Regions from separate parts of the Sus scrofa genome. Here region 2 is linked to region 1. A link is a contact called in public Hi-C data. All regions are on one chromosome and are shown on one strand. The core of a region is the stretch at or near the end of the contact, and the rest is flanking DNA. Distances in the headings are between cores, read along the strand shown.

What was found. Hi-C and Micro-C count contacts between places; a contact is called where the count stands out from the background.
Region 2: a Hi-C map of embryonic fibroblasts shows a contact between it and region 1, with 4 times the contacts expected there. The contact joins the enhancer-like site here to the promoter of PCNX1 in region 1. A contact is called at or near these places in 11 of 47 Hi-C or Micro-C datasets (blood, embryonic fibroblasts, fetal heart ventricle and 5 more) and 2 of 2 datasets of contacts at active chromatin or transcription factors (alveolar macrophages and skeletal muscle).

Annotation. Positions count from the first base shown.
Region 1 is chr7:94,440,749-94,448,020 of Sscrofa11.1, reverse strand. PCNX1 (pecanex-like protein 1) reads right to left here and starts at 3,020. Exons shown (of 34, transcript XM_021099425.1): 1 at 2,485-3,020. The coding sequence starts at 2,637.
Region 2 is chr7:94,516,926-94,524,197 of Sscrofa11.1, reverse strand. All of the region lies in intron 6 of PCNX1 (pecanex-like protein 1), which reads right to left. Among named protein-coding and RNA genes, the nearest start is that of PCNX1, 76 kb to the right of the region's middle. Within about 2 kb of position 2,672, at least 7 of the 83 cell types and tissues checked have an H3K27ac peak or open chromatin away from gene starts, as enhancers often do. A contact at or near this core is called in embryonic fibroblasts, where this site is marked.

The DNA of each region.
Region 1 (7,272 bases), core at 1,771-4,270:
TTGAAATAAGTGCAATTAAATAAAGGAAGGTAAGGGGGCTGGGAAGTATCTCAGGAGCTGGGAAGCTGCTATTTTACACAGGTTATGAAGGAAAGCCTCACACACAACTGAAACCTGATATAAATGTAGCATGTAAGTCACACAGATATCCACCTGGAGGGGAAAAGCCATCCAGACAGAGAGAGAAGAGCAAGTGCAAAGGCCCTGAGGCAGGAATGGCTATTGTGTGGGAAAACTTGTAAGAGGGCAAATGGGGGGGGGGGGAGATACATGGGAGGGGTGGCTCTGAGAGCAGAATGCCTCCATCTGACTAATGTTATAAAGAATCACTCAGGCATTTTTATGAAGAATAGAGAATAAAGAATGCAAGCAGCGACTCTCATTAGAACTTGCAATATCCTGGGAGAGACATAACAATGGCTTGAATTAAGAGAGAAGTGATGATGATTAGCTGGATTCTAGTTATGTTTTCAAGACAGAACCCACAAGATTTGTTGGTGAACTGGACATGAAAGAAACAGGAAGAAAAGAATCAGCTTTTTAAAGTTTTTAGGAAGAGAGCCCATAAACTTAAACAAGAAGGTTAGAGAAGCAATTTATATTTTCCTAGAACCCAGCAAACTGCCCAGCACATAGCAGACACTCAAATATTTGTGAATTAAATTAAATTGAATAAACTCCCAAAATGAAGGAGTAAACTCAATGTATGGATCTACATTTGCTCTAAGTTTCCTTTAGTAATGTTTGTTAGTTACACCAAGAGTCTTAGCCACTAACACCGGTCTCAACATGGAAACTTTACACCAGAATATAGCAACTAATCCTGATATCTCAAGAACCAGCTTCAGTTTTAAATCTACAATTCTCCTGGATATAAAAGAAATCAGCTATGATAAACTCTGTGACAGCCTGAGGATTCTTACACCCAAAGTAATTAACCTGTTCGTTAATGATGTCATATTCCTGGAAGATAAAGAAGTGCAAATAGTACTAACTCCCTAGGCCAGAATTAATTGAAAACTAAAACACTTCGTGATAAATTTTCAGACAGGGACAAGACTGAACAAGTCCCCTAAAAAAAATAATCCATCAGTCATCAGCAATTTCTTACATGACTTTTTTACCTCAAGCAGCATGTCCCTCCCAAACAATTTCAATGAAAAAGGTGAAATTTAGCACATCTTCCTCCAGTTGTTCTGCCAATTAGCGAAAATGGGCTTCACTTCGGAAAGAACTGGGTATCCTCACCTTTAACACTGATGTAGTCATATTCCCAGACCTTCTCATCCAGCATCCTTACTACAGCTCCACGAAGAAGCATAAAGTCAACAGAAATACACTCAAAGGCCTCCTAAAATAAAGTTACAAACCTTACCTCCCTTCCGGTCACTTTTAAAGTTTTAACTGAAGCTTAAGTATCACCTCTCTTCCATATTAGTCTCCCTAATGCCCCACCCTAACCTAATGTGTTTTAAAAAAAGAAAATGCGCTTACAACTTTCAGTGAAAATACAGGTTAAAAAGCTAGATCATTCGGGGAAGCTGAAGAAGCTGATCGTACCGAATTCAGCAACAGGCAGTACTTTCTCTTTCCTATCAGTAAAAGGCCTTGAACCAACCCAAACAAATCTGCTGAAATGCCAGCCAAATTTCCCCGTATCTCCCCCGCTCCCTCCCCCCAAAGCTGGCCTGGAAATAACAGTCACCGACCAAGGCGCTGAACAGAACTGAACCAGTGGTAAGCAAAAATAGGATTTTGAGAGGCAGGAAGAGTGAGAGCCAGATTTTCAACCACCACGTCTAAGCGAGTTAAGGGCCCGGATGCCCCACAAATACATTCCAAACCGAGCGGCACACGCTCTTCCCCCGCTCCAAAGGCTCCGCACGCGGATTAGAGGCGAGGTGGAAGGAGAGTACTCCCCGGAGAGGCGGAGCGAGAACCGCCTCGGGGGAAGGGAGTGCCCAAGGGGTGCCCGGCGCCCGAGGAACGGAGCGCAAATAAGCACGCGTGCCAGGGATGGAGGCGGCGGCCCCTTGGGAGCACAATGCTCGGCGCCCACCCCAAATGCGGAGGCAGGGAGCCCCCGTCAGGCTTTACCCACCCGGGTAGAAAGGGGGGGGGCAGGATCAGGAACCTCGAAGGAGGGGCCTAGGAAGCAACTCTTTCCCCGTAAACGGGCTGGGCACCCCCACCCCAGGGTGGGGCGCGGAGGGAGGCGGGGGCTGCTGCTGATCCGCTTCTCCCGTCATCCCTGAAATAAGGGAAGCCCTCCAGGGAGAGAAGAGCGGGGAGTACGCGTGGGGGAGGGGAGCACTAGAGCCAAGGGGGCGGTGGGCCCGCGGGGGATCGGGACAGTACGGGGAAGGCGAAGAGGGCGCACTCCCCGCCCGGAGCCAGGGAGGCGCGACCGCCCGCTGGACTCGGGGAACCCGGCCAGCCAGAAGGGGGTTAGGAGCCACCCTCCTCCCCGCCCCCACAACTCACCATGTAGAGGGTGAAGGGTAGGCCGAGCAGAAAGAGCCACAGGTAGAGGTGCAGCGCGTTCACGAACGTGGCCTGGTGCGGGTCGTAGTACCATCCCCCGCTGAGAGCGGCCCACACCCCCTGCCGGAGGATCTGCAGCGTCTGCGACCCCATCCCCACCCGGCGCCGCCTCCGCCGCCGCCGCCGCCGCCGCGGTCCCCGCCCCGGCCCCAGCTCTGCCTCGGTCACCAGAGCCCGCAGCTGCCCCGTCTATCCGCCTCCGGAGCTCCGGGAGAGCGGGCCGGCGCTTCGGCGGTCGCTAGGGCTGCTGCAAGAGGAGGAGGAGGAGGCAGCGAACGAGGAGGAGGAGACCGAGGAGGAGGCGGCGAGCGGCGGGGCGGAGGAGAGCGGAGAAGAGGAGACCGGCCTCCAGAGCGCAGCCGCCATCTTGTCTCCTAACACCCGGAGCCGGGCCCCCGCCGCCCGCGGCCCGCCAGCGCCGCTGCCGCCACCGCCGCCGCCGCCGCGACCCCCGCCGGCCGCCAGCCCTGGGCCAGGCGGAGAAGGAGGCCCGGCGCCCGGGAGCGACCGGGAGCAAGCCGCGCCCCCTCCGGCTCCTCCTCTCCTCTCCCTCCGCCCCCTGGGCCGGCTCCCCACGGGTGCGCGCAGCCCCTGCGCCGCCGCGGGCGCCTCCTGCCGGCGCCCGGGAGAAACGCTCGCGAGCCCAGGCCTGGGGGCGGGGCTGCCGAGGTTCCGGGGACGGAGAGTCCGGGCTGTGGGAGACCCCTCTGTGTTCCCGCCTCGCGACCCTGGCAAGTTCCGTGAGCAGTCCAGAAACCGGGTCTTCCACTCTCCAAAGCCTTAACTTTGGAACCTTGTCAGCATCCTGGCTGACGTTTTATATTTATTAAAGACCTGGGAACAACGAGGCTAATATCCAAGATACTCACTGAAGACGTGAAAGAATTAGGTACAGCTGATGACGATTGAAAAGAATCACAAATGCACCCAATTTGAGCAAGAACTGTGTTGGCCCGTGGAATGAGCTGGAGGCTCTTGACAGAAAAATAACCACGGCCAGGATTGGACAGATTTACTACGTGCAAAGACAGATTAAATTAATAGAAGTTGTAAGAGATGTAAAAGTATGGGCTGGACAGCTTGATCATTGTACATGGTGATTTTATTTTTTTAACGTGCTGTAACTTGCAGCCATTTTTATTAATGGGCCAATCTAAACAGGGTTGAAAGATTAACTGTGGCTCCACCCCAATTCACAATAAGATCTTGCACTTTTTATAGCTGTAAAGACTGGGAATCATTCTTGGCTCTGTGTAATGTTTATAAGGCACGTCTGATCTCATTGAATGAAATTTTTTTAAAAAGAGTTTGCAGTTTGAGTTTATGATAGCAATAAAAGTACTCTGTATTCTTGGATTAAAGTTGCTATAATTAACAAGAAAAGAGAGCCAAAAGAAACCGGGGGTGAAGTTTTCAGAAGAGTATTGAAAACCTATTGCAATACCTCCCAGAGTCACTTCACAGTTCAGGAATTTCCACATCCATTTCATTTGACCTTCACAATACTCCTGTTAAGAACAGCCTAGAGGCTATCCTTATTTTATGAATTAGGAAACCAGAGTTCAAAGAAACTAAATGATTGCCCAAGTTCTCTCAAGTAATAAGTGGTTGAGAAGACTTCTGCAACCAGCAGTCGTCTTAAATGCATGAACTGAATTTTGGCAGTTTATTTCGCAGCACTTTACATCTTATCTGTTCAGATAAGAGTTTGAACTGGTGGATAACTGCTCAGCTTCTGGTCACCTGTGGCCAGCTTAAACGAATGACCAGTTCTCAAAGTGTAAGCCCAAGACCAGCTGTGTCAACATCACTAAGAACTTGTTAGAAATGCAAATTCTCAGGCATCACTCCGGAGAAACTCCGGGTGTGAGATCTAGCAATCTGTTTTAACAAACCCTCCAGAAGATTCTAATCTACCTTAAAAGTTGAAACTACCATGTAGAACACCACCACCCCCCGCCTTGATTTGTTCAATTCCTTATAGGCACATAGTCACTGAATTCCAATAACATAGCTTGAAATTGAGCGACACTGGCCAAAATATACTTTAAAGTATATTAGTATGTCTAAGAGCAAAATTGAGGTTAAACATGCAATTTTACAATTAAAAGTTTGGCCTTGAGTCTTGGTCACAGACACAAGGTATTGTCGGGTGTTCATTTGTTTCTCCTAAAGGAGACAGGTAAATTCTCTGAGCAGGTTTTGGAAGTGATCCCAAGCTTTTCCAACACAAAGGAAGATGTAAACATGGATAAAATTCCAGTACCACATTGGTTTCCACACCAGCAAATATCTGCTATAGTTTAATGTAAAAGGATTAACTGTAATAGGGGTGAGGTGGACTGGAAGAAATGGAGACCAGAACCAGACACAGCCATGGAACTGGAGGCAGACCCAGCTGGCATGATGAGTGTGCAGCCAGAAGGGAGTATTTGGAGGGTATGTAACCGGCAGCAGCCAGGAAGGCAGCCAGGATCAGGCTGGTTCAACACAGAGAATGTGAGTGTGGTAAGCCAATGGGCAGCTGAAACATAGCCTTGGAAAATCCAGGAGCAGAGAAAAATTGGAAATCTTGGCAAGCATTAAGAAAATGCCAGGCCCCAGCCTCAGTGCTGTCTTCCAGGTCTGCATTCTGCTCCCTTTGGGGAACTGATGAAAATAAATAGAATTCAGGTCCTTGAGAAGATGCACTGGGCAAGTTTGGAGGACAAGGACTTGGGCTCAGGGGAAGACAAGTGTCCAAAGACCAGATCTGGCAGACAAAAGGAGCCTTAGAAACAACGGAGGAGCCGAACACCTATAACTGAGACTGCATTTCACACCGGTCGGGGTTGCCTTATGTTGAGGTCTCAGAATGTTAATATGGAACTCTAATTCCCCTCTCAGTGTGACTGGGATTGATCTAAGAGTCTAGAAGTGGGAGTCACATGGCACCAGTCACTGAGTGAAAAGGGGTCAGCCGGATGAGTAATCTCAGGCGTATAGACTACGTCTTTCAGCTCTGGACTGGTAAAAGCATTTTAGAAAAAAAAAAAAAAGCTAATTAACTGACTTAGGGAGTTAGCCATTGAAAGAATTCAGTGAAATGGATGACCTTTCCCAGAGACTGACTCAGTCTTTGGGGTGAAAGTGGGAGGGGAGAAAATCCTCCAGTGCTTTTTATCTGTAGCTTTCAAATGTTTATGAGTGTTGTCACAACAAGCTTCCTATTTTATAAACAGGAAGCCAAGACACAGAGAGGTAACATACTCTCTCATACTCATAAAAATGTAAGAGCAGGACAAAAACTAAAGAATCTAATTTGCCTAAGTGTTAACCCTCTTAGCCATTCATAAAAGCCATTAATAATGTGACACTTAGAATGTCAAAGTTAGCAACATTGACATACTACCAAACCACCACCTGACCTATGTTCATCTTTCAGCTCATTCTATCTAAACGATACTTCCTGACCATAGGCCCCCTGAGGACTAGGAATGCTCTGACAGCAGATGCTCTCTCCTGCCTGAAAGGGATAAAGATGAGTGGGCGAAACCTTCTAATAACCCCCAGCTGAGCCCACCTTGGAGCAGAGGCGGACAGACTGCACTTCTGGTCAATTTACGTGGCAGTGGTGATCTACTTAGGACATCCTAGCCAAATGTCCTGGCACAACCTAAATGTAGCAGGTCTCCACAGCTTTCCGCCACAGACGTGCCCCCCCAGCCCAGCCGTCTTATTTATTTGTGTCCATGAAATCAACGTTTTCCCATTGACTCAGGCTCAGAGTGTCATATACCTTCCCCCCTGTGTAGTTTCCTACAGACAAGTCAGTCCTCTCCTTTTTCTGCTCAATCCCTCCTTTACATCTCCAGATCAATCCATCCGATGATTACTCTCCTAAATCAGATTCCCCAGCCTTCTATTGCCTCCAATCTCTCTTCAAAACCATTTTGCATCCCACCAACAGACAGATCTCCCTAATCCACCTTCCCATATCCCTCCTCTTCTCAGAAGCTTTCAGTTCCCTTCTGGTGCCCACGGTACTGAAGGCATACTCTTTGGCAGGCATTCAAGGTCCCTCATAACCTGAATCACTCTTTTCTCTAACTTAGCTCCTGTTACTCCCCACATGAAATCTTTTAATGTGACTATCAGCATGCCTATGCACTTATTTTTTGTTGTTGTTGTTGTTGTTGTTGTTGTTGTTGTTGCTATTTCTTGGGCCGCTCCCACGGCATATGGAGGTTCCCAGGCTAGGGGTCAAATCGGAGCTGTAGCCACCAGCCTACGCCAGAGCCACAGCAACTCGGGATCCAAGCCGCGTCTGCAACCTACACCACAGCTCACGGCAACGCCGGATCGTTAACCCACTGAGCAAGGGCAGGGACCGAACCCGCAACCTCATGGTTCCTAGTCGGATTCGTTAACCACTGCGCCACGACGGGAACTCCTATGCACTTATTTTTATTTATCAGTCCATTGATTGATCAGTTTCTGCCTCAATACTCTTACTGATGCCATTTGCCTTACCTAGAAAATCTTATTCTTTCATCTCTCTACTAAAATTCATTATGACTATTTCAAACCCATTCATATATATTTTTGGCTGCACCTACAGCATGTGAAAGTTCCCAGGCCAGGAATCAAAGCTGTGCCACAGCAGTGACCTGAGCTGCAGCAGTGACAATGCCAGATCCTTAACCCACTGAGTCACTAGGGAACTCACATTCATCTATTTTTTGAATA
Region 2 (7,272 bases), core at 1,423-3,922, 77 kb before region 1:
CAGACGGATGTGGAAAAGAGCAATATATGATCACTGAAAACTGAGAATGGGAAAAGGGAAATACGAAAACGTTTTCTTTGCTATTTTCGTTCTACTAAAGACTTAATGGGGTTGCTTAATTTTAAATAAAAGCTAGTTAATTCCATAGCATTAGGTCAAAAAGACAAACTATAACGTCCATTTATAGTCAAAAGGTTCTCTTGGCTTCTTCAGAAAACACATTTCTTTGCTATTAATATACCATTTATATTTTGTTATCTGCAAAAGAGCTATTAACACCATTTTTCTTAATAAAACAGCTTTAGAAACATTTGCAGGATAAAAATTTAGACATCTACTATACAACATATTAAAATAGTTATGATTACTGCCTATGATGTCCTCTGTAATATTCAGGACATAAATATTGAATGATAAAGAATATTTAATGTTTACTATAGAGCATGACTTTAACAGTAGATAGGATCAGCCATTCAAATGAAAATGCTATGCTATCATTTATGGTCAGAGCAGGCATAACTAAATGCCTCCCTTCCCCACCAGGAATGTGCTACTTATACAGAACATCTCCATTTAGAGCAGATTCCAGTGGGGGTCCAGTTCTATTGGAGCCAAGTCCCCCCCCCCCAAAAAAAAGTCTACAGCTTAAAATAATTTGCTACAAGCATATTCAGTCACATAAATTATAGCCTTACATGATCAAACTTCACTTCTACAATCCAATTGCAAAAAACTTTTTGTATCCTTTAACTTTTTAAGAGAAAAACAACTACGACAACAACAACAATCTTTTTAGCTAGATAACCAGAAAGGAGAGAGAAAAATAATTTAAACCTGGTTTTGAAGTTGACATTCTGACATTACTTAAAACTCAGTATCCTTTGGCAAAAAAAAATGGAATTAACTAGTGTAAAAATAAGAGTATAAAATGCAAACAGTAAAAATTTAGCACTACAGGTACAACTAAATTTTATGCATGTGTAGGTAAAGGAGAAGAAAAGTCACAAACATTCCAATGACTCAAAAACCATGAATTACAAGGTAGAAATAAAATACTTTCCAAGGACATATATTTAGATAAGTGAATTTTTAAATATTTTTAAAAATTATGAGTCTTGGTTTTCTAATTTTTCTGTGTTAAAAGGCTTCAAGAGACAATTTTGATTACAGTAAGTCTGAGAGAGAACTTCAGATAATTTAGCTCTTTACTTCTAGATTAGTGATACAATCATTCAATTCAAACATTTACTGAGTGCCTAAGGATAATTCATGTAGAAGGCACAGATACCCTAAGACATTTTAGAGATGTCTCAGGATCTCTGAGACATCTCTAAGAGGGTCTCATCTATTCCCAAAGATCACAAGAAAACAAAATATACACCAAAATATACACACCTCCCACCTAAGGAGTTAAATCCCATTTTGTCTCAACAAGTTAAGCAAAACTCCACGCATTCTACACTGAATTATTTTAATGCATTATTTTTTAATATGGGGGTATTAAAACAACAAGACTACCAGTTTGTTTTACTCCATGAATGAAAACAAGGAAAGCACTAAAGGCACTAACACACTTTCAGGATGACAGCGATACACAAAGGAGTACAATTTGGTGAGGTAGGAGGTGAGGGTTGTTTATATCTCAAAAATGTAAAGTTATGAGCAAAAATACGGTATAGAAAAAGACGCTATTTAAAAATGATGTGAAGCATGGAGCTCCTGCTGTGGCACTAGGGGACTGGTGGCATCTCTGCAGCACCAGGATGCAGTTGATCTCGGACCAAGCACAGTGAGTTGAAGGATATGGCATTACCACGGCTGTGCCAAAGGTCTCAGCTTGGCTCAGTTTCAACCCCTGGCTCGGGAACTCCATATGCCACAAGGTGGCCGAAAAAGGGAAGAAAAGGGGGGGTGAGGGGAAGATATAATCATCATTTCTAAACATTGTAATTAATTACCTTTAATTTTCTAGAAAGATAGTCATACTCGAATATAATGGCATAGTGACATTCCATTCCAATGCTATGTCCCTCATTTTATGGGTGAAAAAGAAGTCAAGGAATAGAGAGGTTAAAACGTGTCCATTCTTAGTAAATGAGAGAATTTGGGATTTTAAGTTTCACTGTCAGATGCCAGAGTGTCCAGTTATGCTCTACGGACACTCAACTCTTTCTTAAGGCTTTCTGTTTCCAGATACATTGATCAGAGTCCTAAGTTTCTATTTCATTGTGTATGTTATTAGATGTGACATATTTATGTGACTCTCTGCAAAAGTAGCACAATGAATTGTATATATTTTGTCAATGAAACCTGATAATTGATTAAAAATAACAACAAAAAAGGATATAATTGTTAGGTCTCTGAAATGGGGGACTAATCTTACTATTCTTTTTCACTCAAATAGCTTAATGGTTTGTTTGGTATATTGCTAAGTATTTGATGCTTAATTAACACATCAGCACCATCCTCCTTCCAATTAATGCAAATGATATTAACATATTTATTATAAATATTGAAGCCTTTATAATATAGATTATGGGAGGACTGAACAGAAATATTCAGCTTGCCTTTGGGTTTAATATTTTTTGTAGGCTGACTGCCATGATGACTAACATGCTGTAACTATGCTGTTACGCATTAAATATCATGGAAATGTGAAAGGAAAATGATGTGACTCATACAGCTGACTGCTTAGTGAAAGGATTCATAAGTAATATGTTACTTTCTAGTTGTTATACAGCGCTATGGCTGGCCTCCTGTGACATTTCAATTGCTATTAAATGAATAATAAAAACTTAGAAGAAACTGCTCAGGGGGCCATGTCTATTGTAGGAAAAAAGGAGTAAATCTGTGAAGATCATGAAAATTAAAATGTGTGTGTTAGTACCACAAATAGATCAGAAGCAAGCTGCTGAAGCAAACACTTTACAGAAAAAGAACAAAGTATGAAACATATATAATATCAGAAAATTAAAAGATACATGCAAACATTCTGAAATATTCTTCAAGGTAAAAATTACTTAGGAATAAAGTTACTAGGAGTTCCTGTCATGGCTCAGCAGAAATGAATCCGACCAGGAACCATGAGGTTGCAGGCTCAATCCCTGGACTAGCTCAGTGGGTTAAGGATCTGCTCAGTGGTACAGATTGCAGACTCGGCTCAGATCTGGCATTGCTGTTGCTGTGGCTGTGGTGTAGGCTGGCAGCTGTAGCTCCAATTAGACCCCTGGCCTGGGAATCTCTACGCGCCTCAGGTGCAGCCCTAAAAAGCAAAAAGAATAAAGTTACTAGGAGTTTCCCTGTGGTGCACTAGGTTAAGGATATGGTATTGTTTTGCTGTAGCTGTGGTGTAGGCCGGCGGCTACAGCTCTGACTAGACCCCTAGCCTGGGAACCTCCTTATGCCATGGGTGCAGCCCTAGCAAAGACAAAAAGAGAAAAAGACAAAAAAAAAAAAAAAAAAGGGATATGGTATTGTCACTGAAGTGGCTCCGGTCACTACTGTGGCCTGGGGTCAATCCCTGCCCAGAAACTTTCATATGACATGGTACAGTGAAAAAAAAGAATAAAGTTACTAACGAAGAACTAAATGTTCAAATGATTTTGCAAAAAAAAAATTTTAAAGGGAATATTTGTCTTAGGCATAAAATCCATTTTAACCTAAACATCTTTTCTCTTTCTTACTTTCCACGTCAGTCAAGAACAATGCTGCTAACATCAGCATGAAAAGATTTTGTTCTAATATACAAACAAATGCTTATAAACAGCATTTTCCAGGAGGCCAAAGAACAAGAAATCTACTGCACAATTTCTAAGCACTCGTTCTGAATTAAAATAATTCCCATCTATGAAAACACTTTAAGGGACTACTCTATTTTTTGATATATAAACCAACAAAATTATTAGCTGTATCTCAAGTTAGAGAATTTGCATATTCTTACGATACTTTCCATAATCCCAGGCAGCCAAACAAATACAGCTGGGCAGAAGAAGTTAAAGATACTCTGGAGTCATTAGCACAAGGAACAGTTCTAAAAGATACAGTGTGAGGATGACTTACTTTCATAGAGGGTCCCTAATCATTTTAATCCTTTGTGAATGGTCTGATAGACCCTCTCTCCAGGAAAACTGCATTCAGAAACCATTTTGAATATATTTTCAGGAGAGGCACTTAATAAGGGGTCATTAGGAAATGGTATATATTTGAAGAAACATTTGAAAAAGAGAACTTGCTTAGAAATGATTAAAAGGCATCATTATCTTAAGTTTTCACAACAAATCTACATACAAAGCACTTTAATAGATGGAAGCTTATTACAGTCTGATCGTTAACTGTGAGACAGGCCTAAACCGTTTTACAATGGAGGAAACAATTATTACTGTTTTACAATTGAGGAAACTGAAACACAGGTTTAAGGGCTTGCCAGACTATCTAGTTAGTAACTAGAGGTGGTACTGAAATGTCACTGATTCCTTATCCAGAACTTTACTGTTGCTAGAAAGAATGGGCTGATTTTGGGAATTTGATACATAAACTCTTATTTGCCTCATCAATAAAACATCTCTTATCTTGATATTGTTTTAAGAGAAGACCATTTCTTCAAGTAACTGAAGCACCCAAACCTGTTTACTACATTTAATGAGCATTCTTCTATGCAATTTTATACACCTAAGCTTTTTTCTGAGTAGGGACTAAATGGAATATGATCTTTCCTTAATGAATCTGGGCCAGCCACATATATATTTATCAGTGCATTATACTGTAATCAGCATTAAGTTATGACACCATGATGTCGTTGGACATATTATAATAAAAGAAATAGTGCATTTAATGACCCTCCCATTGTGGGTTTTGCACTGGTTTGTATTATTCTAGCTTCTATAGAGTTGGCAGTGTATTTCTTCTGCTGTCATCACTTCAGCCTCTATAAACACCCCTCCCTTTCTACTAATTCCCTTCTTCTAACTTACCATGTAAATTGGGAAATTAGAAGATTAAATTCATTAGAATTTAGCGTCCCTTTATTTAGTAAAATTCACATATTCTTGTCTGTTCAGTGGTCTGTGTCTTTTCTTTCAATGATATTTGGGATCAAAATAACCAACCTTCAATTTACAGATATGGTACAAACTTTCATAAGTTGTTTATCAAGAAAATTTGGTTTTACTTTAAATAGAGTGATTTCTCTTAACAAAAGACTATCTTTGGTTGCCAACACAAAAATATTATAACATGATCCTATTTCATGCTTACCAAATAATCACCCAAATATTACATTTAAAATAATTTTCTCAAATAAAAAAACAGAGGTTAAGAAATTTCAGGGAAAAATACGAAGAAAAATACAGTGAATATAATAAAACTTTCCATTCTGGTTGTTTTCTATAATCTGTTGAATCATGTAGTATATAAGTTTAAGTGACCCAAAAGAAAACAGGCTACTTTTCTACTGTGTATAACTTATCCAGATATTTTTATTCTTAAAATATTAGGCATGAGTTACTAAAGATATGCTATACAATTATAAAAGGAAATTAACTGCAAAACCAAGAGATCAACAGCAGAAAATGCCTGAGAAGGTAAGCAGCTTTTCCCAGAGGCACAACTACAGTGAGCCCACATACTAACAAAGGTGTATGACTCCATGTCATTGCATTAGGTAACCTCCTATTTCCAAATACTTTAGTACTTGGAAGTACATTTTCTAAGTTCCATCTTTCCACATGATCAACCCATTCAGCTTAAAGATAAGACAAAAAGAAATCAGAGAACTCATCAACACATCCAAATTCATTAGGATAAACTCTTATTTATAGTTTATGTATAGGCATATGAATGGTCAACCAGTATCCTCTACTGTGTTAACCTGTTTCGGGAGTAGAATATGTAAAGCAGAATAGATGACAAAGAAAAGTTTCTCCTAGACTGTCAAAAAGGACCAACAATTAAGGCTAATATAGCCAATATTACAAGGTACTTGAGATTCTATACAATTTTTAAATAAGGAAAACCAAAATACATCCCCTCCCACTACCTCTAATCTTCCCAAAAACTCACATAAGACCCTAATAAAATGTGATGAAAACCAGCTAAATATAAATCAAATACATTTAAGTAGTCTAGTTTTGCTCTTATGTTTATTCTAAACACAATGAATCTCAAATAAAAAGAGCCCCAACAATTCCCTCCTTTGGCAAAAAATGTTTTAACAGCCCACAGATGATTACATTTATTCCATCAAAATGCATGGAAATTTTTAGTTTATTACTTGTTTCTTATTAATAGCCAATGGCTTGTTTTTTTAAAAATAAGAACACATCAAAAGAAAACAAAAGCTGTAATCTGAAAAAATGAGGGCTCATATTAGTCAAAGATCTGCACTGAGAAGCAAATAAGACCTTCCATATAACTTTTCCTAAAAAGCAGAAAACGGAGTTCCCGTCGTGGCGCAGTGGTTAACGAATGCGACTAGGAACCATGAGGTTGCGGGTTCGGTCCCTGCCCTTGCTCAGTGGGTTAAGGGTCCGGCGTTGCCGTGAGCTGTGGTGTAGGTTGCAGACGCGGCTCGGATCCCGCGTTGCTGTGGCTCTGGCGTAGGCCGGTGGCTACAGCTCCGATTCGACCCCTAGCCTGGGAACCTCCATATGCCGAGGGAGCGGCCCAAAGAAATAGCAAAAAAAAGACAAAAAAAAAAAAAAGCAGAAAACTCCACATTCCCTATGAAAAAGAAATGACATTTTAAATACAAAGACATAAGATTTACTAAAATTCTAACACACATTTTAGTATTTACATTTCAACATTATTTAGAATGGCAATATTTTTCTATCATTGCAGGTTCACTCTTAAAACTTATTTGAATGACAATTTTAATAAAAACTAAGCTATAATTTAAACCAATGGTTTCATATACATTGTGAACATATCTTACATGATTTGTAAGAGAAACCACTAAAAGCATTTCAGACCTTTTATTAAAAAAAAAAACAAAACAAACCAGAAAGATATTCACATCAAAGACTCAAGAAAATTTAATTACTATATTGTTACCAAATGGTTATAATCACTTCAGATATAACTAGTTCTCAATATTTTAGGTTTGACAGACTAGCATCTTCCTCAGGTACCAAATACCAAAGATCACTTTTTTACATTCCCACTAAAAATTAATCTTTGTTAGAAACTACACCAGAAGAAACAACACAATGTTCACATTATGGACTTTAAAAACACTGTGGGTGAAGTTAGAATTCTTTGAGAGAAAAAGTATGT